Linked DNA regions of Anas platyrhynchos: region 1 is linked to region 2. A link is a contact called in public Hi-C data. All regions are on one chromosome and are shown on one strand. The core of a region is the stretch at or near the end of the contact, and the rest is flanking DNA. Distances in the headings are between cores, read along the strand shown.

What was found. Hi-C and Micro-C count contacts between places; a contact is called where the count stands out from the background.
Region 1: a contact with region 2 is called in a Hi-C map of small yellow follicle, with 3 times the contacts expected there. The contact joins two enhancer-like sites. A contact is called at or near these places in 2 of 8 Hi-C or Micro-C datasets (F5 follicle and small yellow follicle).

What each region holds. Positions count from the first base shown.
Region 1 is chr1:150,396,380-150,402,428 of IASCAAS_PekinDuck_T2T, forward strand. No RefSeq gene overlaps it. Among named protein-coding and RNA genes, the nearest start is that of ERCC5, 47 kb to the right of the region's middle. Within about 2 kb of position 4,677, at least 4 of the 8 cell types and tissues checked have an H3K27ac peak or open chromatin away from gene starts, as enhancers often do. A contact at or near this core is called in F5 follicle and small yellow follicle, where this site is marked.
Region 2 is chr1:150,147,272-150,153,256 of IASCAAS_PekinDuck_T2T, forward strand. No RefSeq gene overlaps it. Among named protein-coding and RNA genes, the nearest start is that of SLC10A2, 190 kb to the right of the region's middle. Within about 2 kb of position 3,105, at least 3 of the 8 cell types and tissues checked have an H3K27ac peak or open chromatin away from gene starts, as enhancers often do. A contact at or near this core is called in F5 follicle and small yellow follicle, where this site is marked.

The sequences.
Region 1 (6,049 bases), core at 3,427-5,926, 250 kb after region 2:
TCTGGACCGGGTGGCTTTTTTGTCCCTTTTTCTCCAGGTCTGTCCTGGAAACCCAAGTACAGCATGCAGGCTTAGCCCTCCAACCTCATCCAGCCCAGCCTCCTTTTCCTGACAGCTCTCCAAGTAAACCTGGTGTCACTGCCCTCTGCTTGTCTCCGATGGGCCTCAAACATAGGTTTACACCGCGGAAGGAAAATTGCAACCACCAAATAGGTTCTCACACTTGACTTTCAAAGGAACAAACTCAGAAGACTAGTAAATCAGATCAAACTTCAAAGTCAGCATTTAAACCTCTCCAGTTCCTGCCAGCTGGAAGCAGCAGAGCACATACCTTGACCCTCACGTAGTGTCCTTTGTACCAGCCTCTCCCTTCTGTCTATAATCCTGTCAGGACAAGCATTGTGGCAGGCAGGAATTTAGTAACTCCTTTGTGCCAAAGGATCTCTATGGGTTATGTTGCCATTGCCCAGCAATGATACGAACCAGGAGCTCATTCCCCCGTTTTCCCATTTTGCCCTGATGCCCCTAAAATGTGCCCTCCTAAGGCATTTTTATCTTTTGTATGTGTTGGGACACATGCAATGAACTGTTCTGGAATAACTTATCTCTATCCTCCTTCAAACTCTAGCTCAGTATTCAATTCTAAAGATGTATTGATCTCATTTACATGCATAGGAAAATGAAATGTGTCAATATACATGTACTAACAGCTCCTTAGTTGAGGAAGGCATATTGTGGGAGTCCATGAGGACACCAAACAACCCTAGCAGATAACTTCAGCCTTAAAAATATGTGGCCTACATGGCATTACTCCTAGGGGAGTGGTCAACAGGACACTCATGAAACCCCCATTCACAATCAATCTGAACATATCTAACTGGAAACAAAGAGGCTTAGCCACCTTTTGGACATTCTCTCAACAGGCAATGCACCACCTGAAATGGAAATACTGAAATCATAAACTCTTTCCAAATTCATGGCCTCTTTATGGAGATATGCTGTGATGCAGACATAAAACCAGCAGCTGCAGAACAGTCACAGGCAGATCAGCTGCCTACCCCAGATACCTCATAGGGCTGTTGTTCGCTGCGTGATTCACACTGACTGTATGCAGGCTAAGTATCTGTGCAGGCAGATGAGTCAACAGGTTTCCACTGTAGGATTTAGTTGTCTTTTACCTTAACCCACAATATGCTAATCTTCCAAGCATAGTTGCCACACTTGTATTATTGTTATTTTTCTTTATTAGGCTGGATTGCTATGATCTCCCTCAGGAAAAGATGAGAGACTGTGGCTTCTCTCTGAAATGCACCATTTTATGACCTTTCCTTCCATTGGTTTGCCCACACACCTAATTTACAAGCCAGTTCCCAGTGGATGAGGCAGATTGCTGCAAGCCACCTCCCTCATGCTGCTGATTGCACAGCTCGTGGTGCTCATCACTGGGGATGACTGTCTCCTAAAGGTGAGTACTTCTGTACCAGCAAGGTGTCAGCCCTCACTCACTTCTGCCTTCTTATGCACAGTTCAAAGGAGACAGAAGAAGAGAATCCCCTCAGAGCTAAACTACAAAAGGATGCTGAGACGACCAGGCTTGTAGCTTAGGTAGGCAGATGTTTTAGCAAATGTAGATCAGTAGATGTACATGCAGGCAGGTCCCTCTACATTTTTCCTCACTTGTACTCTTCATATGCTATATGTCTTTAGTTGAAGGCTTTTTTGAGGCAAATCTGTGCCTTCCTGTGAAAGAGCTCCAAGGAGCAGCTATTAGAGTATAAGAAACAGGATGTTTCATAAGCACTCTGGTACAAAAACTTAACAGATTCTGCATCTTATAAAAAGTTTTTACATTCTCCATTTCTTATGCACCATTTGAAGTCAGGGACACAGCTATGCCTGAGCATGAGCATATGCTAAAGTGCTTTGCTGCAGGAAAGTGCTTTGTGCATCACCGCCAAAATTTCAGCATTCCTGAGCTGGCTCTAAGCTGGCTGGCTCAACTGCTGATGGCAGGACTGCTGCTGCAGCAGGGTGCTCAGGGCAGGATGAAGGCCAGAAAGTCTAACCACCTTTTCAGATAGGTTTTGCAGCCTTCCCAGGCGCCCCTGTTATACGTGCAGCAGGTAATAAGGTTAAGTTAAGGCAGCTCAGTGACAGCATAGCTATAGCCAGTTACTGTGTTCCTTATGCATCGGTGATCAAGAGTAACAAAAGCTGCTATTGTGTCTTGCCCCAGGAGCCTGGGTGCAGCAGGGCTTGCTGTGAGCTGAGCATGTCAGATGCCTGCTGAAGGGTACATACTGCACTTTACTGTCTGCCGAGGACAGAGAAGGACAAATGCGAAATTTCAGGGAATTCCCTCCAAAAAACAGTAATCTACATTTCCTACATCTTAAAACATAGGTCTTCCAAAGAGAAAGGTGGCCGGCTAATAGAAGTAGAGGCTTCAGACAGCAGTTGCAATGAGGTGGAAATATTTATTAATATGAAATTTCCTTCTCTATGCAAAGGAGCAGGAATAGACACTAGCACAGACCCTCCTCTTGCACACTGAGCACTTGAAATCGCTACAGCACAAGGGGAAGTGGACTCCTACACTATTTGCTCAAAATAAACTCTAAAATATGCACAGTGTTTTTTTTTAAGTGCCAAAATATGTCACGTTTTGCAGTAGGATTTTATTGTTTTTATCCCACTGATTTCACACCGTAAACATACAAAATCCCAGAACACTCGATCTCCAAACCCTTTCCTTGTCGGTCGCTAATAGCTCTCTCCTTTTTGTAGAGCTACAGTGACCTCCTGTGGCCACTGTGAGCTTTTCACGTTTCTAAGCTAAGAAAGGGAAAAACTGCCCCGTATTATTATCTACGTGTGACAGATGGGTCTGGAAATGAAGACAGAAATTGAATCCATCTACTCTTGGGTCAAAGCTGAAGACTGAATATGTTGTCCCGAATTAAGTAGCAAGAAATAAGTTAAAAAAAAAAAAATATCTAGCCATTTCTTTAGCCTTTAATTAAACAAGGTATGTTTATCTACCCATAAATTCTTCCAGCAGCATCTCTTCCCTTAGAGTTTAGTGACAGATTTCATGTCCCTTATCAAAGACGAAAAGCATAAAAAACTGTCAAAATTCATCAAACTGTAAAATAGTGAAAATCAAAATTCAAGTTGAAGAATGTGCAGCTAATACATGGCAGAAGAATAATGCAGAAATGTCTACACTAAGCATCTTCAGATGCTTTATGATACTACAATTTAAAAATTGTTTTGTGTTTCAGATTCTGATGAGTGCAACAGGTGCTCAGGTGGTGAACCTTTTCATGATGTATTGAAGAGTTTTTTGTGGGAGAAGGAATACAACTGTGTAGTCCGTTATATAGACTGCTGTATGACAAACCCTATTCTGTTAACAGCCCCTGCCATTTAGAGTGACATTGGTGCACACACACCACAAAGCCTGTAGGTTCAACTACGCACACACCTGAGACATGAGGGAGTTCCTGGCTGAATAAAGCACTGAAGGACGAATGTAACAGAGGCAGCATCAAACTGGGAAGCTTCAGCAATATTACAAAGTTCCAAGTAGCAGCCTGCAAATTCCCAAAAGGCAGGTACTAAAGTTGCCCAAACCCTGACAGAGCCCACTACGTGCATTGGTTCCCTGCATGGCCAGAGAAGCCTGCCTTCTGAGAGGGAAGGACTACACACACCGCGGTGTTGCTCTGGATCTCTGTTGACACAAGGTGGCCCTGAACATGCAAAAGATGGCCCGATTCCCATTTCTTACTTCCCCACACTTCAGCACATTCACATGAGGATTGTATTTCACAGGAGAGCAGAGGCCATTAGTGGGTTGGAAGTAAATTTCTGGCTGAAGAGAGAGGCACCTGCCACTGTCAACCTGGATGGCAAGGAGCAGCAAAAGAGAGAGACATGAAGTCCAAACAGACAAGATCAAGTGAGACTTCTTGCACACCAAGGCAGGCATTGCCCTCCTGTTGTATAGAGTTCTCAGAATTATCCCTAGGGTAAAATGAGAATGTGGAATAGAGTTTTGGATTCAGCAGAGACACAAATGGCACTGTGTAACCCTGAGATACTACACCAAGTGTAGCTTTTGTCTGTGATAATTCGTTCTTAGGCATTGCACTCTGAAAAGTGTATCACATAGGATTCTGTTGTCAGAAAGAAAAGATAGTGTTAACAGCTCTTGATATGCTAAAGTGCTTACTTGGATTGAGATTACTTGTTGCTCAGGCAACACACCAGTTTGAGTGCCTGTGGGAACTTCATCATTTCAGGAAGACAAAGATAAGGAAACCTGAAAACAATAAAAACTGGGAAAAAAAAATAATATTAATTAAAAAAAAAAAAAAAGATGGTCGAAGGATCAGGACGGCTGAAGTGAAATAAGGATGTCTGGAGATATAAACAGTGAGAGAAAGTTTTCTGGGTAGTACACACCTCTGTCATGTGAAAATTAAACAAGTCACTTCTTGAAAAAAAAAAGAAGTGATTAGCTTCACACTTCCCTTTGAAGACCTGAAGTATTCAGATAAGAAAATTTCTTAGGAATCACAGTAGGAGAAAATATGCAGACTGAAGTTACTGTCTGCATCTAATGGAGCTTGCAGCCCTGCATGTGATACTAAGTTAATCAGCAATTGCCATATAACCAAAGCCTATATGTTATGCAGTGAAAGTCTCACAAACATTGCTTAGTAGTCAAAACACTTGTCTGTATGCTAGGAAAAAAACAGAGCTGTGTTGATATCAGGAGCATCAGCTGCCAAATGTACGTCAGGTTTCAAGGATGCTTTAACAACAGAGTTGTTGGTATCTGCATCTTTCTAGAACAGCCACAGCTTCAAGGGATGATCCTCATAAGCATAAGGAATTTGCATCTCCTGTGGTGACCTGGTACTTGGCCAGCCAACCCCAGCAGACTGAACTCTCTCTGATACCAGAGGCTTGTCTGAGAAGTGCTACACTGCCTGGAGATAAATCCTCTGGAAATAAATGCTAATTATCAAAATTGACCTATGCAGTAAATTCTTCTAAGGACTAAGAGAGATCTAACAGAAACACTTAGGTATATAAGAAGTACAGTTCTCCTATTTTAAATGCTCGACTTAAACATTACCTCCCTGCAATATTAGGTGCTTGCCTGAAGGAGCAAGCATAAATCCAGACCCTTCATTATTATTACTGAGACACCCCAGAAAATTAACAGAAAGGCAATGCCTCCAGCGATCTGCTGAATCTTCAGAAGCACTTAACATCTATGCTTCCATCTCTTCATTTATATTACACAAAACTTCCACACCTCAGCAATGATCTAGTCTGCTTAAATTAGGTATCTGCTTCTCCCACTGAAAGTAACAGAAAATGTCTCTTGATTCAGACTGGAAGTGGTGGCGCACAATTTTAAGTAAGTGCCTAGCAGCCACAGCACTTATTTGAGAAGATGGAGACTCAAGTTCAAGTTCTCTTCTCAACCTGGAGCTAGGAGGGAATGATTTCCAATTTGTTTTTGAGGCTGAACTTCTCCATATCCAGAAACAGAAGAGTCATAGGGCAGACCCCAAAGACCTAGGAGTCCCCAACCACTACAGGCTGTGAGGAAAAAAATATATATATTAAAAAAAAAAAAAAAAAATGAGGACCAAGTTCATTTGTGGGCAAAGGGTAGAAACAGAATTTCTGTGTTTGATGTTGATGTGAGACCAACAACTATAGATGTACCCGATTGTTGTTCTTCCTGACAAAATTGCAGATAATTCACAGATAACCTACACCTTTTCCATATAGGCAGTGTTGAGATTAAAAATGGGGATCCTTAAAAGGATCATTAAAACTCATTAAAAGGTAGATTTCTCTTCACAGATTGTGTCAGACACTTTTTCTTATATGATTTTTTGCTACTTGTATTATTCAACTGCTATAGCTACTAAAAGGGCTACCTATTATGAGTTCACTGAAAAATGGACAGTAGGCTGAAAACAAGTAGTGAATACTGCTGAGCTATTTTACATCATTCAGC
Region 2 (5,985 bases), core at 1,855-4,354:
GCCCAAAGCCCCATCCAGCTTGGCCTTGAACACTTCCAGGGAGGGATATCCACAGCTTCTCTAGGCAACCTGTTTCAGTGCTTCACCATCCAAATAATGAAGAATTTCATTCTTATATCTAAACTAAAGCTACCCTCTTTCAGTTTAAAACCATTGTCCCTTTTCTACAGACCCTGCTAAAGAGTCCCTCCCCATGTTTTCTGTTGGCCCCCTTTAGGTACTTGAAGGCCGCTGTAAGGTCTCCTCAGAGCTTTCTCTCCTCTAGGCTAAGCAACCCCAATTGTCTCAGCCTGTCTTCAAAGGAGAGGTGCTCCAGCCTTCTGATGATTTTCACGCCCCTCCTCTAGACCTGCTTTAACTGGTTCAAGTCTTGTGCTGGAGAGCCAAAGCTGAACACAGTACTCCTGGATGCGTCTCACAAGAACTGAACAGAGGAGGAGGATCACCTCCTTTGACCTGCTGGCCACACTTCTTTTGATGCAGCCCAAGATATAGCTGGCTTTCTGGGTTGCAAGCACTCATTGCTGGCTCATGTCAAGCTTCTCATCAACCAACACCCCCAGGTCCTTCTCCTCAGGGCTGCTCCAATGCATTCTCCCACTAAGTCTGTATTTGTGCTTGGAATTGCCCTGGCCCAGATGCAGGACCTTGCACTTGGCCTTGCTGAACCTCACAAGGTTTTCACAGGCCCCTCTCAAGCCTGTCCAGGTCCCTCTGGGTGGTATCCCTTCCCTCCAACATGTTGATCACAACAAACAGCTAGGTGTTATTGGCAGACTAGTTGAGTTTGCATTTAATCCCACTATACAAGTCACCAACAAAGATGTCAAACAGTGCTGGTCTCAATACTGACCCCTAAGGAACACCACTCATCACTGATCTCCACTTGGGCGTTGAGCCGTTGATTGTAATTCTTTGAGTGTGACCATCCAGCCAATTCTGAGTGGTCCATCCATCAAATGAATGTCTCTAGTTTAGAGACAAGGATATTGTGTGGGACAGTGCCAAATGCTTTGCACTAATCTGGGTAGATCATGTCAGTTGCTCTTCCCCTATCTTGCAGCTCCCTTGTAGAAGGTCACCAGATTTGTCAGGCACAATCTGCCCTTAGTGAAGTTATGTTGGCTGTCACCAATCACCCCCATATTTTCCATGTGCTTTAGGTTAGTTTCTAGGAGCATCTGCTCCATTCTCTCTGATCAACAAAACTTCAAAATATGAACACTGATTTAAGACAAAACCAGAATGTTTCAGATTCTTTCAAAGAAAGATACCAAAGCCACTATGAAGGACATTCCATGTCGCATACAAATGGTAATTGTCACTACCAGACCTTTGACTGTACTTGAATGGACATCTATCCCTTTTCATCTCCCCTCCCCCCCAAATGTACTACTGAGACTTCAAAATGGAACAAACAAATCAAGTAGCTGAATAACAGGAAAGCACACATATCTTTCTTACTCCTAGTTTTTAAAGTTGAAAATTTTGATTTCTGGGAATTTCCATAGACAAGTAATCCAGAGTTTACTTACCAATCCTTTTCTGAATTTTCTGGCAATGATAACAATATTTTAAGAAAAACATGAAGTTAGAACAGCATAGAACAGAACAGCTTGGTTGGAAGGGACCTTCAAAGATCATGTAGTTCAATTGCCTGACTTTTTCAGGACAAAACGAAAATTAAAACGTTTTATTGAGGGTGTTGCCCAAATTCCTCTTTCACAGGCATGAGGAATCAACCACCATCTTTAGGAAGCCTGTTCTGGTATTTGACCACCCTCACAGGAAAAAAAAAATTTCCAAATGTCCAGTCTGCACCACCCCTGGTGAAGCTTTGTGCCATTTTCACATATCCAATTAGCAATAAAACCTGTGGCATTAGCTGTAAGAATGTCAGAAACAAATTCTACAAATGCCAAGATTTTTAGTTATGCAAGAGTGCTGAAGATTACAAAAGCAAAGAGGATCATCAAGAAGATACTTGCACACCCTGTCTCTAACCCTTCCATAACTGAAAAACAGGTGATGGATGAGGTACAGGCTACATAACTCAGCTACCTCTCTTTGCACTAAAGAGGCTTATTTTCTGTTATGGTCAGCAAGGTAAAACAGAGAGAAACCTTATCTACCAAACATAAGTGTTAAGATCACTACTTCTTTACAAAGTTGCATTTCTTGCTCCAAAGCATCTGGAGTAACTCCAACTCTTTAATACAAGAATCTGCAAAGGGAGGATACACATATGTCACCCAAATGCAAAATGTGAGAGGAAAGTGTTTAATTAGCATCCCCTTTACTGCCAAAGTCAAAGCTCATCTATTCCACTTCATCACTTTTACCTGGCAGAGAAAAAGAAAAAAAAAAAAAAGCTTTTCCCAGTTCCACAAAAGATTCATCTGATCTGTAAGGCCTTTGGAGTTGCATAGGAGTATCCCAATCAACACCCTGATGTCATGCATTTATTCACCATTGCTTTTTCTCCGTACAATGAATGTATCAATGTTAATGTCAAAAAATGATATATATATATATATGTACGTATACATCTACACATATACATAGATTTGACTACCTTGCATAACATACAAGTATCATAACATCATTTTTAAATGTGACAACTTTCAGGGACATTACAAAATTACTATATCTCACTTCTGCTGAGCAATAGAACACTCTTAAATCATTTCTTCCCATGCAACAAAAGAATCAAAGAAAAATACCAAAAATGGGGTGGAACACGTTTAATTATCCATGAGGTGTTTGCAATGCAAGTTAACAAACTATAGAACAATATAGTCTTGAGATATGTAAGATAATTTTCACTCCATCTAAAACCCTTGACTAGATTCAAGGCTAGTACATTTTTGTCTTCTGCAATTTTAAATAATTCCTACAAACTGCATAAAGTGCTTGCCAGTATGTGACCTTCAAAGATATTACAGAGACGGAGACATAATAATTTCCTTGGTATTTTCCAGTCTCTTAGCTGAAATAGAATCAAAATTTTGTAATCAGTTTCAAAAAGACGATAAGTCTCCACTCTCTGGTACTCTCTAAACCTTAACTTCTACCACAGTAATGCAAAGGACTTTATATGGCAAGGATCCTAATGTTCTTTCACTCAAGACGTCATTGAAAGTCCTTGAAAACACCACAGAAAGGGAATCAATGAACCTCTGATAAAATTCTTCAGTCATCACCCCAGCCCCAGGGGAAGTTCCCTTTCTCACTGATAGAAAAGCTATACCCACATCCATCTTTTCTGTCTCTCAAACAAGTCCTGTTTCTCGTTTGCCAAAGCTTGAAAACCTGCATTCAGTTCTTTTAAAAAGCTGTGGAACAAGAAGAATGTTTTATTCCTAAAAGAGCTTTTTTTTTTTTTTATCTTTCCTGAGCTACCTGTAATTTGCCAGCAGGTCCCCACCAGGCCTACCCCCAGCTGTGATGGCACAGTGCTACTATGTCCCTCTTTGTTCTCTTTGCTTTATATCCTACAAATAAAAAAGAGAAGCTGCACAGCTTTTTATCATCAAGGACTTTGCAAATTTAGTTTTATCCTTCATTTGCTTTTAAGTTTCCCCTGAATGCCATATACTCCATATTTCTCAGGCAGCCATGGAGATTACTCAAAGGAGTAAATACTAATGTATTCCCCAAAAGGAATATGGAAAGGCCACCAAGCTCTCCTTAGACAGTCTCCACTTTTCTCCCAGGAATGACAAAATTCTGAATCTATTTCTTCCATAAAACAGTGTTTTCTTCTCCTAACTGGAGTTGTATGACTGAGAAACCATCCCAGGGGCTACCAGTAACCCAGTCAGAAATCAGTATCTCTGTGTTATTCTAAGAAGAAGTCAAAGAAAATGTTTGTCTTTTGGCAAGATTTTCTCAACTTTTGCTCAATTTTCCACTACAGAATTCAAAGCTTTTATTGTTTAATTGGGATACCCACATTTTGCCTGTTGACAGACCCCACATCTCTACAGGTAAGATGTTTCTCCACTGGTCCATACAGCTTAAAAACAGTGATCTCTATCAAAAATACCTGTAATTTGTTCATGAAAAAGGGCATACCTTTAGAAGTCCTTGATTCTCCATCTATTAACAGGTTTCAACTTCTAAGTTACTCCATAAAATATAATCAAGTGTTTTGGTCCAAGTTTTTACACGTACTTAAAGTCCCAGACTATATGTTAAAATCGTCTACGTTAATAAACTCTCTGATCATCATTCTTGTGCTGTGGAACACTTTCTGATTTTGATCACTTCATTACTGACCCCAAACAGAACTGATCAATGTACTCTACCAGGTGACATTTTCTTTGAAAATGTGTTTGATGAGCACAAACTGTTTCATAAATGTTATCTCTGTTTCAAGAAAATATTGTGAAATAAAAGGCAGGATCTGAAGGGACAAAGCCACTGACAGTTGATTCCAGGTATGTCTCCCTTAAACACAAAGACCTCAGGAGTAAGGGTGTTCCCGGGAGGTTTAACCCAAAGCTGTTTTCTAGCAGAACATTTTTCTGTCCACAAACTAATAATCCTTCTATGGAGACATAGCAATGGAAACAAGAATTTAAAATTATTTTCTCCAACCAGAGCCCAAGGTTCTCCTTGTTCCTGGGCAACTGAAGCAGCTTACACAAACTCAATATAAATATAAAAATATGAAAGAAAAAAAAAAAAAAAAAAGAATGTAATTCCTTATTAACTTGACTGAACCCCTAAGATAGACTGCAGCTCAGGTATTCTCTAATACAAGTGCCTGTCATTCACAAACATGTCCCTCTTTCTGGTCCCGTTTGTTCAAGACAGTGAGATATTTTCCTGTTGCAAGAACTTCAAAAATGTTATACAGTTCAAATGTCTGCAGGCCACCTTTAACTACTATGTCCTTATTTTTTACTATTTAAAACAAACAAACAAACAAACAAACAAACAAAACTCTGCTTTCTTATTTATGGTTCTTTTACTGCACAACTCAAATCTTGCCTTTGTCTAAAGATTGTGCCATAATCTGTTTGCCAGCCTAATGTTTTAGAAGTTTCCACATTAGTAATTGTAGCAAGTGCTTCTACCCTCTTTCTTTTCATACCTTCTCCTTTCCTCTTGTAATTAATCAGACCTTCTTCTGCAGACTTTTTTAACGCTCATGCACCAGTCCTGGAATATCCTGTCTCTCAGTCTTTCCACTCTGCTTAACACATTCACAATTTGGTATCAGCAAAGGATTAGATCCCTTTTTCCTCCCCTGAAGGATGAAATAGCCTTGCCACTCAAAATGTGATCCTGCTCAGGACATCTCCAGCTGTTGTCTCCAGGCAGAACCCTGTGGCTGAAAACTAAACTCTCCCTAATATGCCATGCCCCCCTTTTAGGCCTATAAATTGGTCACATGCTTTTTCTCAATATCTTATGTTCTCATGCTTGAGAAATACAAGTGTGGATTTTTTCAACTGTAAGGGTTTGCACCTTGGGACTGCTGTATACTAAAGACTAAGACTATATCAAGACTATATGAACTTCCACTGTTTGTGGCTTGACCATATTTGCCTAACTAGTTAAAGATGGCTTTCACACATATCTTTGCTCAGAAACCAAATCCCCATTCTCTTCTCTTTCTCTTTCTCCTTCACTTCATTATTGGGCAGCCCCATAACAGACAAAACACCTAAGTGCCCCATGTTAGATAAGCACCACTTTCAGCTGGCTCCAAAAGGGATCCACTGTCACTGGCCTGGGAAAAGCCAGTAAGTGATGTTGTTTGTGCCTCTGTGAGAGCCTATTCAGGGAAAAAACTGCTGCGCAACAGCAACTGGGAGATACAGGAGTGAGAACAAGCCGTGCAGCCCCCAAGGTCAATGCAGCAGGAGGTGCTCCAGGCATGGAGCAGCAGTTCCCCTGCAGCCTGTGGAGAGGACCCTAGTAGAGCAGGCTGTCCCCCTGCAGCCCACAGGTCCCACATGGAGCCGATCTCCA